Regions from separate parts of the Anas platyrhynchos genome. Here all the other regions are linked to region 1. The links are chromatin contacts, called in public Hi-C maps. All regions are on one chromosome and are shown on one strand. The core of a region is the stretch at or near the end of the contact, and the rest is flanking DNA. Distances in the headings are between cores, read along the strand shown.

The links. Hi-C and Micro-C count contacts between places; a contact is called where the count stands out from the background.
Region 2: a contact with region 1 is called in a Hi-C map of subcutaneous adipose tissue, with 2.2 times the contacts expected there. The contact joins the promoter of CDC42BPB here to the enhancer-like site in region 1. A contact is called at or near these places in 2 of 8 Hi-C or Micro-C datasets (skeletal muscle and subcutaneous adipose tissue).
Region 3: a Hi-C map of subcutaneous adipose tissue shows a contact between it and region 1, with 4 times the contacts expected there. The contact joins two enhancer-like sites. A contact is called at or near these places in 4 of 8 Hi-C or Micro-C datasets (liver, skeletal muscle and subcutaneous adipose tissue).

The regions. Positions count from the first base shown.
Region 1 is chr5:11,101,648-11,104,578 of IASCAAS_PekinDuck_T2T, forward strand. CDC42BPB (CDC42 binding protein kinase beta) reads left to right here. Exons shown (of 39, transcript XM_072038258.1): 19 at 1-119; 20 at 600-694; 21 at 782-861; 22 at 2,275-2,325. Among named protein-coding and RNA genes, the nearest start is that of AMN, 46 kb to the right of the region's middle. Within about 2 kb of position 1,409, at least 2 of the 8 cell types and tissues checked have an H3K27ac peak or open chromatin away from gene starts, as enhancers often do. A contact at or near this core is called in subcutaneous adipose tissue, where this site is marked.
Region 2 is chr5:11,032,833-11,036,184 of IASCAAS_PekinDuck_T2T, forward strand. CDC42BPB (CDC42 binding protein kinase beta) reads left to right here and starts at 1,384. Exons shown (of 39, transcript XM_072038258.1): 1 at 1,384-1,837. The coding sequence starts at 1,660.
Region 3 is chr5:11,016,185-11,019,335 of IASCAAS_PekinDuck_T2T, forward strand. No RefSeq gene overlaps it. Among named protein-coding and RNA genes, the nearest start is that of CDC42BPB, 16 kb to the right of the region's middle. Within about 2 kb of position 1,852, at least 1 of the 8 cell types and tissues checked has an H3K27ac peak or open chromatin away from gene starts, as enhancers often do.

The DNA of each region.
Region 1 (2,931 bases), core at 159-2,658:
AAGTTGGATATGTCAGCGAGGCTGGAATTACAGTCTGCCCTAGATGCCGAAATTCGTGCCAAACAACTAGTTCAAGAAGAGCTACGAAAAGTGAAAGATGCAAACATATCTTTTGAAAGGTAATGAGGGCTTTGGTTCTGTTTGAGTTTTTATACGCTGCTCTAGACTGCTGGTTAGGATAGTTACAACTTTTTTCCAATAACCCCCTTGTGCCTGGGATTTGGACTTTGCCAGAAAGATCCTACTCTACAGACTGCACGTTTCTTACATAGTCAATTATGGCTAAGAGCTATTTTTTCGTAGACTATCTGGAAAGCAGACATATTCTTGGGAAGAAAAGACCAAACTAGTATTAGAATAATTTTGTTTGGCAAATATCTGCAGTGTTAACAGGAATCTTAAGTGCAGTCTTCACTATCTAGCCACATACTGAGGTGCCTTACTAGTGAGATGAAGAAGGGAGAAATAAAATAAGAATAAAAGAAAAATATTTAGCCCTTTATGCACCTCCAAAAATGGTGTTTCTTAAAACTCTGAGACTGATATTTCTCCGTTTGAAATGTTTAAGATTGTATTTTGATCACATTTTGTTTCTGTAGTAAATTAAAGGAATCGGAAGCAAAGAACAGGGAACTGTTGGAAGAGATGGAAGGCTTAAGGAAAAAAATAGAAGAAAAATACAGAACAGATTCAGGTAATTAAAGTTACTGTATTTCAACAGAATTCTAACACAGCTTGTGGTGTTGCATTTTAGCTAAGTCTGTTATGTTTTGGGTTTTAGGTCTTAAACTTCCAGACTTCCAAGATTCCATTTTTGAATATTTCAACACATCTCCTCTTGCACGTGATCTGACTTTCAGAGTGAGTTATTACACAAATTAACTACAAAAATGTGATAGCTGAGTTATATTTTTATTACCGAAAAGTAACCCCTGGGCTCTACATGGCAAATTTGTATCTGGCCTATTAGCCAAATTAGTGGGACGTGGAATTGGATGTCCAGTAGGTGTTGGATTGATTGGCATTTTGAAGAGAAGCTAGCACCTTTGGGAAATACTCCCAAAAGTTCACATTGATTATTTCTTATTCTACTTTCTTTCTTTGTTAATCTCAAACCTTTAGCTGGAAAATACACATTCAGGTTGTTTTGGAAGGGGTGGCACACCCTATTGCAAATAAGGGATTAAGCGCTTTACTGTTGGAAAATACTAGTTAATATAAAGAAAAGTATTCACTCAGTTCAAAGGGCGTTTAAACAGATATGTAAAATTGTTGGCTCCAGTTCTTAATGGGTTGGTTAGAGTAGAAGGGACTGGAAAGAAAATCAGAGGACCCACAGATGTTGGTATTGTAAGTGTACTGTGACACACCCTCTGATCCTTAGAAAACTAATCATACAAATTGCAGCTCCAACTGGGTGTTTCACTTAGAAAAGTTTGTGCATTCCCTGAGGAAGCAGCTGTTAGATGCAGCATTGAATCACATTTCCTTACTTCATGAACTCTTGATCCTTGAGGATTTTCTGGGATTTTTTTCTTCAAAACACATGGATAGCTCAGGGTAAAACCAAGAGCTGGAACTGGAAAGAATAATCTGTTATGTTTATGGAGCTGAGTCAAAGGGGCTGAGGTTAAAACCTCATCAGTCTGGTTAGATACTCTATCTGAAATGTGTGCTTTCTGGTCTCTTTTCAAATTGTTATTGGTGCCAAAAAAGAAAGCTTAAGAACATGCTGTGGTATTTGCATATGCATACTTTGTGTATGCACTGTTCCCAGTTACAAAACATCCACGCTGGCTTTCTTGCTGAAGCAGCAAGATGAGCTGTGTGGATGAGGTGGAAGGAGAGAGAGAAACATGGTATATACTACTGTCTGGATAATAGCATTTATCTACAAATCTTAATAGTTCAAAACATTGTTTTAAAAAGCACCAAATACTCTTCAAATAGTAACATGTACAATATCAAGCCCATAACTAATCAAGATTCCATTCTACAGATCCAGCAATAAATACATAGTCTGTGGGAACACAGGTGGCATTTTCTGATGAATTGCATTAAAATTCCTGATACCGTTTTTAGTGATAGCCACTAACAGTTTTTTTCACATGTACACATAAAGATAATGTCATATGATCTGGGTTCATTTAGTTTGAATGAATATCATTGGCCCATATAAAACATTTTATTTAGCTAGCCTACTAATATTCCATCTGAAGTTTTTCTGTGGGTGATAAGTGATCATTTTTATCCCTCATATCTGTTACAACAAAGGATTCTGTTTCTTCTTCGTCTACATCTTCTCTGCTAGCCTTTTGGGAAGAAGTAAGTTCTTGCTGGTAGTTTTGTCTCCTTATTTTGTTGTGATCTCTCATAGTAAAAATGGCCTTCTAAAACTAGACATTTTGCTTCATTAGTCTCTCTATAACTTAATCCACTAAATAGTGCTAGCTTAGTTTTCTTTTAATACCTTTCTACAGGCTTGTTATTTTAGATTCTGTCTATATGACTAAAGCTAAATCATGCCTTGCATTTTTAAATTGTTCATATTACATAATGGTATAATTTGATCTTCATGGCCCAGCCCTACCAATCAATTCATAACAAAAAAAAAACAAACAACAAATATCTGAATCTATTTAGTGATCTAACTGAATTCGAGCCATCTTCCTGTCGAAACTGGCTGGGAAGTGAGTGATTCATTACTCATTGCCTTTAGTGCTAATTACATCATTTAGGTGAAGTCTAATCTGATGTTTGTTAATCATGATTTTCACGATGTCCTCAGAGTACAGTAATACTGCTTCCACACCCAGCTTCAGCTGTGGAATTGTAGCATGCTTCCCCCTTGTGCTGGCAATTAGTAGTTGCTAATGTAAGTGTGAAATTAAAGCTTGTAATGGATGCTAGTGTTAAATTCTAGTGAAATGT
Region 2 (3,352 bases), core at 134-2,633, 69 kb before region 1:
GAAATATCAGACATGCCTGAGGGGCAACAGCTCCTGAAAACAGTATTTCCATAGTCACCTGCTGGACCCATGTCATGTTGGGAGCAATACCTTCTGCTCCGTAATGCTCTGTCTAGCTCTGTCTGGCTGCGCTCCTGAACTTTTGAAAAGGGCAGCTCCCTGGATGCAGCACTGGCTGGGGCTGACCCTCAAGGTGATGGTTGAGATCATTCGGGTCTTTCAACAACCTCACACATCACTTTCTGACCACGACGAATGCCAGCAACTGCAACTTCTGCTATGCAAACTCTTGCCCAGCTCCAGCTCCTGGAGGCAGGAGGTTTGCGAGCTCTGGCAGACCCAGCGCAGAGCTGCCTCCCATCTCCGTGTGATGATTTCAGGATGGAAATGAGGAGACTTTTCTTCTGAGAAAGAACAGTGAGGCATTGGAATGGGCTGCCCAGGGAGGTGGTGGAGTCACCATCCCTGGGGGTGTTCAAGGAAAGGTTGGATGTGGTGCTTAGGGACATGGTTTAGCGGGTGACATTGGTGGTAGGGGGATGGTTGGACCAGATGATCTTGGAGGTCTTCTCCAGCCTTAATGATTGTATGATTTTCAGCCCACCTCACTCCATCTAATCACCCGGGGAGATGAGCAAGGCAGAGGCATCCTTCCCAGTGCAGTTTTGCATCGGGACCTGACCGGCCGCATTCCTAGAGAGGTAAACTCCCATCACGCTATTCAGCATCTTGCCTGGAGGTGCTGCAATCTCCAGAGAGAACAGTTCTCAGAATAAATTGAAATGCAATATATATATATATATATGTACATATTAAAAAAAAAAAAAAGGCACTTCATAAAGCTTGAGAGCCTTGCACCCAGCTCCTTCAGGTGAGCGCGAGCAGTTGCTAACACACAGGTCTGTGCTCGCCCCGCTGCCTCAACGACCAGCAAGGCAGGGGGGCTGCCAGAGCTGCCTGGTGACAAGAGGGGTGACACCAGGGGGTGACACCAGGGGGGTAACATCAGGGATGGACCCCATGGGGTGACACCAGCCCAGTGGGGCAGCAGCTGTCCCCTGGGGGAAGCCGTAGCCTGGCAGAGCCCAGCTCACCCCCCAGACCCCCGCAGCCCCCCAGCAGTGCGGGAACCCCCCTTAAAATCCCTCCAGCACCATGCCACGGCGTGGCGAAAGTGCTGCGCAGCCCCTTTAACCCCGTGGCGAATCTGCGGGGACGAACCCAAAGCCCTGAGCACCCCCACCCCAGCTACGGCACGGCGCAGGGCCCAGTCCCCCCTCCCTCCCCTCCCTCCCCTCCCCGCGCCGCGCTCGGGGCGTGTCCGGGGAGGAGCCGAGCGGCGCCGGAGATTGCCGAGCGGAGTCGAGCGGCGCCGGAGATTGCCGAGTACCTCCGGAGATTGCCGAGCGCCGCCGGAGATTGCCGAGCGGGCGCGGCCCTTCCCTTCCCGCCGCCGGGGCGAGGCCGGAGCGGGAGCGGCCGGGGCGCGGCCCATGGAGCGGCCGCGCCTGAGGCGGAGCCCGCGGAAGGAGCCGCTCGGCCCCGGCGCGGCCGTGAGGAGGAGGCGGAGGCGGCGGGGCTGAGCTGAGGAGAACACGGCCGGGCCCCGTCTGTGTGTGTGCGGTGTGTGGTGTGTGAGGGGGGGACGCCTCAGGCACCATGTCGGCCAAGGTGCGGCTGAAGCGGCTGGAGCAGCTGGTGCTGGACGGGCCGCAGCGCCACGACAGCGTGCTGAGTGTGGAGACCCTGCTCGACCTCCTGGTCGGCGTCTACGCCGAGTGCAGCCGCGACTCGCCGCTCCGCAGGGACCGATACGTCTCCGACTTCCTCGAGTGGGGTGAGCCCGGCGCCGGGGGGAGGCTCTGAGGGGAGAGGAGAGAGGGGAGGGACCCCCCCGGGGTGCTGGGCCTCCACAGCCCCTCACAGCAGGGCTGGGCCTCGCCCCTTATATACCCCCCCCCCCTCCCCTCAATATACCCTGTGTCCATGGTGCTGTGGGCTCTGGGGGTGAGGCTGAAGGTGGAAGCTGGCCTGCTGGCTGCGGGGAGCCCCCCCCCCCCCGGTGCTTGCTGTGATCAATTCGTGCTCAAACGGGCCGTGGTTTGTTCAGCTGGGGAGGTTGGGAGGCATAATGCATGGTGAAGGTGACTGAATTGCTCGTGGAGTGAGGGGAGGAGAGAGCCTCGCTCACGAGCGCGGTGTCCCGTTCGTCAGCTGTTCCGTGGCTGTACAGCTAGTTGGGCTCTTAAGGATATCTGGTAAGAAAAAAAAATATAATAATAAAAAGAAACAAACAACAAAAAACACAAAGGATTTCCTGCGGGAGGGGGAAGGGCGATTCGCTTCAGGAGATGCAAATGTGTGTCGTGGTCCTGCCGGCCACAGCACCGGGAGGGAGGGACAGCTGGTTCTCCTTAATTTCTGTGGGGACCACCACTCTTTGTGTCACACTAACAAACTAAGAGGATTCACTTCCTGGACTCTTCTATTGACGTCAGTAATGCGATTGCCAACTGAATAATTAACCACTCGATCACATCTGCCCTGCAAGGCTGCAGCCAGGGGAGCATCGATTATTTGTTTTGTTGGGGGAGCTTTGTACGTCTCCTGCAAAGTGCAGGCTGCTTTTGAACTTGTTTTCGAGCTGGTGGATTGAACAAGCGAGCGTCTACAGGCTGTGAACCGTGTTGGAGCAGGGCACGGTGCTACTTTTAGGGTAAAACTCAAGGGCAGGATTTGGGGCAGGCCAAAGAGCGGTATGCTTTTCCTGTAGCACTGTTGGTGGCTGGGTCTTACAGCTTGATTCCTGTGTTGTCATTTTCCGTGTGATGGAGAGTCCAATTATCTAATTGTTTATAAAATTGCTTTTCCAAATCCTATTTATTGTGTTCATTGAATGTGAAAAGGTTACTGACTTGGTGAAAAGTATATCTCGCAATGAAAACAGTGTGCAGCTCTCTCTGCAGCGTGGGATTACCCTAGTATAACAAAGTGCCTATTCAATAAATAATTGAAATGTATGTGAGCTACCATCTGGTGCTGCAGAGTGGGGATAAAAGTTTATAATCCAGTCTCTCCGAGGTAAGGGGATGGGCCTAAATCTGCACTGCTGTGTATTTGGGTTCCATCAGCAAGGAATGCCCTTAAAAGCAATTAAAGGCCATCCCGTGTGTTCCTCCCTTTCCTTCAAGCTGTTGCAAGCAGGTCAATGGCAACGAGGAGACACCTTTTATCTGTGTCCTAATGCCCTCACAGTATGGTTCCACTGACAAGGAACTTGGTTCTGCCTCCAGCTAATAAGGAAGCTATCATGCCAAACACGCTAATCTTCCTCATGTCATGATGTGCAGTG
Region 3 (3,151 bases), core at 602-3,101, 85 kb before region 1:
TGGTCTGTTGAATTTATACATGTAAACTGAGGAGCCCCTTAAAGTCCTGACATTAGGGACACATCGGCCAGTGTGAAGCTAGGAGCAGCCCCATGGCTTCATTTGCAAAGGTGCTGAGCACGGGAAAGTGATTAACTCAGATTAACGAGCTGCTTGCTTCGGAGAGCGCTTGCAGTTAGTCAGGCTGCAGAACTCCTGTGGCATCTTATTGCTCAGCTCGTTCGTCTTGCTCATTTCTCTCGGAGAAGAAGACACGTCCTGGAAAGATGTAACGTGTGGCATGCAGAAAGCAGCCCGCAGCCTTGCCTGCACGGCTCCTTACTGTTGGGTTGTGCTTACGGTCCGGGGTTATGGTCACAGAGCCCGTCCCTGTTGCAGAGCCCACTGCGATTTCCCACTGCAGGAGCAGGACCTGCAGCAGCCATGGCGAAGCAGCCGGTGCAGCGTGGATGCTGAGCTGCCTGGCTTGCTCTGAGCACGTAGGTGAGGCAGTGTAAAGGCCACTGGATTTGGGTTTAAGATAGGAAAAATAGCCCTCTAAATAGAGGGCTTGCCTGGAAATGATGGATAAATACTATCACGGGCTTCTGTCCCTTCTCTGGGATGCTGCCGGGGTGATTTATGAGCTGGTTTATGGGCACAGGCATGCAGCAAGTGATTGCCCTCTCCTCTCTGCAGCAAGGCAGGCTGCAGCTGGCAGCATCCCAAGGGCTGGAGGCTCTGCTGAGGTCCCTATGGTAGGGCTGCAATGGGGTCCTCCTCCAGCACAGCACTTTGGCCCCATGGGCACAGGAGTCACGTCCTGGCCTCTGATGGGCGGCCAGGGCTTGAAAAATGGTATTTGCAAGGCAGCTGCAATGTTCGAGGCGTCAGAGCTGCAGGGATGAGGGTTTATAAATGCTGCTGCTGGCTACAGCTTCACAATCAGAGGTCCTGGGGAAACAAGGGGTTTCGTCTGGAATTAACGTTTGGGGCTTGCTTTATGGTTCCAAGTCAATATGCTGAAATGCTTTGCAAAAGTGTCAGGAAAAAAAAAAAAAAAAAAAAAAAAGGCTGTGCAGACCAGTCATGCATTTAAAAAGCCTCATCCGTCAGAGGACTAAAGCCAAGTAATAATCCACTCAGCTCTCACTTAATTTAGGCTCGCTTTTAAAACAAAATGTGGAAAAGCATCAGAATACGTGGACTGCATTAGACGATCCAAGACCTCTGACTGCGCAGGTCGCAGGCTGCAGCCCTTGCAGAGGGAGGGTTACGTGGCTGAACTCCGTGTCACTGCATCAGTCCGTGCTCCTTTTAGGCCAAGGATGAGCTGCTGTACCAAATGTAATTACCATCAGCACTACTACCCTGGTATTTAATACTATTATTTGACTTATTGTGACGATTTTCAGCCTCATGAGAGCCTCTCTCTGCTCCTCCCCTGACTTGTCCCTGTAAAAGGATCCCCACCCTAAGGCAAGGAGCAGGTGGGCTCTCCTCTGAGGATCACACTGTGGTGCTGCAAATGGAGGGAGGTGCCAGCATCCCGATAAAATATAAGAAGTTGCCCAGGACAGACACTCTCCTCATGCAGGGAACAGAGCTGGCGAGTGTGGGGTTCTGGCCATCAGCACTGATCCTTTATTCAAAGGGGCAGCCGATGACAGCGCCGCGAGGAGCATTGGGCTGTGCCTTTATCACTGGTTTCCATGGAAAACGCTGTCATGGGGGGGATATGGGTTCATGTCAGGGGAAAAAAAGCAGAAAGATTGGTGGGAGAAGGTGGATCCTGGGGGTGCTGCAGAGGAAGGAGCTGGTGGGGTGCCTCGGTGGAGGTGGGCTTCCACTCGCTGGCTGCCTGCGCTCAGGTGTGGCTGCCCCAGCACAGTGGGGTGGCAGGGCTGTTGTTATCAGCACCCACCCTTGCAAAGGCCCCTCAGGGGTCTGCCTCACCCCCAGGAACCCCCTTCCCTCAGCCCCCACCACCCCAAGCCGGACCCCGCACCCCTGGGTCCCCCCAGAGCCAGGCACAGCCCCAAGCACATGTCACTAGAGGGCACTCGGGTTATTTTTTCCAGCAAGGCTGCGGTATTAATATTCCTAACATGCGCCCTGCTCCTGGAGCGAAGCGGCGATGTCCTCCTGTGGGGATGGGGAGGACTTTTGGGGGGCTGTTATGGAGCGGAACGGCAGCGCCTGCGTGCCATGGGGATGCTGATGGCAGCTGTGGTGTGACTTGTGTGCCACCAGCCCTGCTCCTGCGTGCCAGCCTTCCTGCGGGTCCTGGGGAAGCCCAGCAGAAGGAGAGGGGCCCCAAACCCAAGCTTTCAGCAAGTGCTGGCTGCAGTGAGCTGAGCTTCAAGCAGAACAAGAGCATGGCACTGCCAGCACTCGCTGCTGGGGCTGCAGGGGGCTCTGGGGCTGCGACAAATTCCCTGATGGCTCCAGCAGCGCCCACTGAGCCCCCGGAGCAGCCGCCTGGGAGAAGCACCCGCTGCAGCCTTGGCCTCACCGCGAGCCCCCAGCCCTCGCCAGGAGCTGCGTGTGCCTCTCTCCTCCGGCTGGGCACGTTCCCCTCTCACAAATGACGTCTCATTAGCTATAATGCCTCGTGAGCCGCAACTGGTATTCAAATCAAAGAGAAGGAGCGTATTTTCCCTTATTTACTGCCACTTTATTTGTACTGGAGGAGCAGCTAGAGGCTCTGATTGGGACCCCCATGTGCAAGACGTAATGAAAAGATGGTCCCTGCCCCAAAGAGCTTCCGGCTTAATTACCGAACAAGAGACAACAGATGGATGCCCCATACAGACAGGGAGGAGCTCAAGGTAACAGGGAGACAATTATGATTAGCTTAATAAGCCGCGGTCACAGTACAACAGCTGCCTGCCATTGTCACTAATTGTCACTCCACTTGCTATGAAAGAATTTTTTCAGTTTAATCAAGAAACGTGCTCCGTCACCCGAGGGGCAGAAAGCCCAGGTATTTCCCTCCGCCTCACATATCACTTCTCTGTGAAACCATCCTCCTGAGCCCACAGATCCAGGACATGTTGCTTCGACAGCAGCACTTGTGCAGGGCTCTCCCTGCCCCTGCTGCCTCCAGACTGGCCCTGGGACATGGCACTGGTTCCTGCCCCTCTGCTCCAGCTCCTGCGTGGCCTCGTGG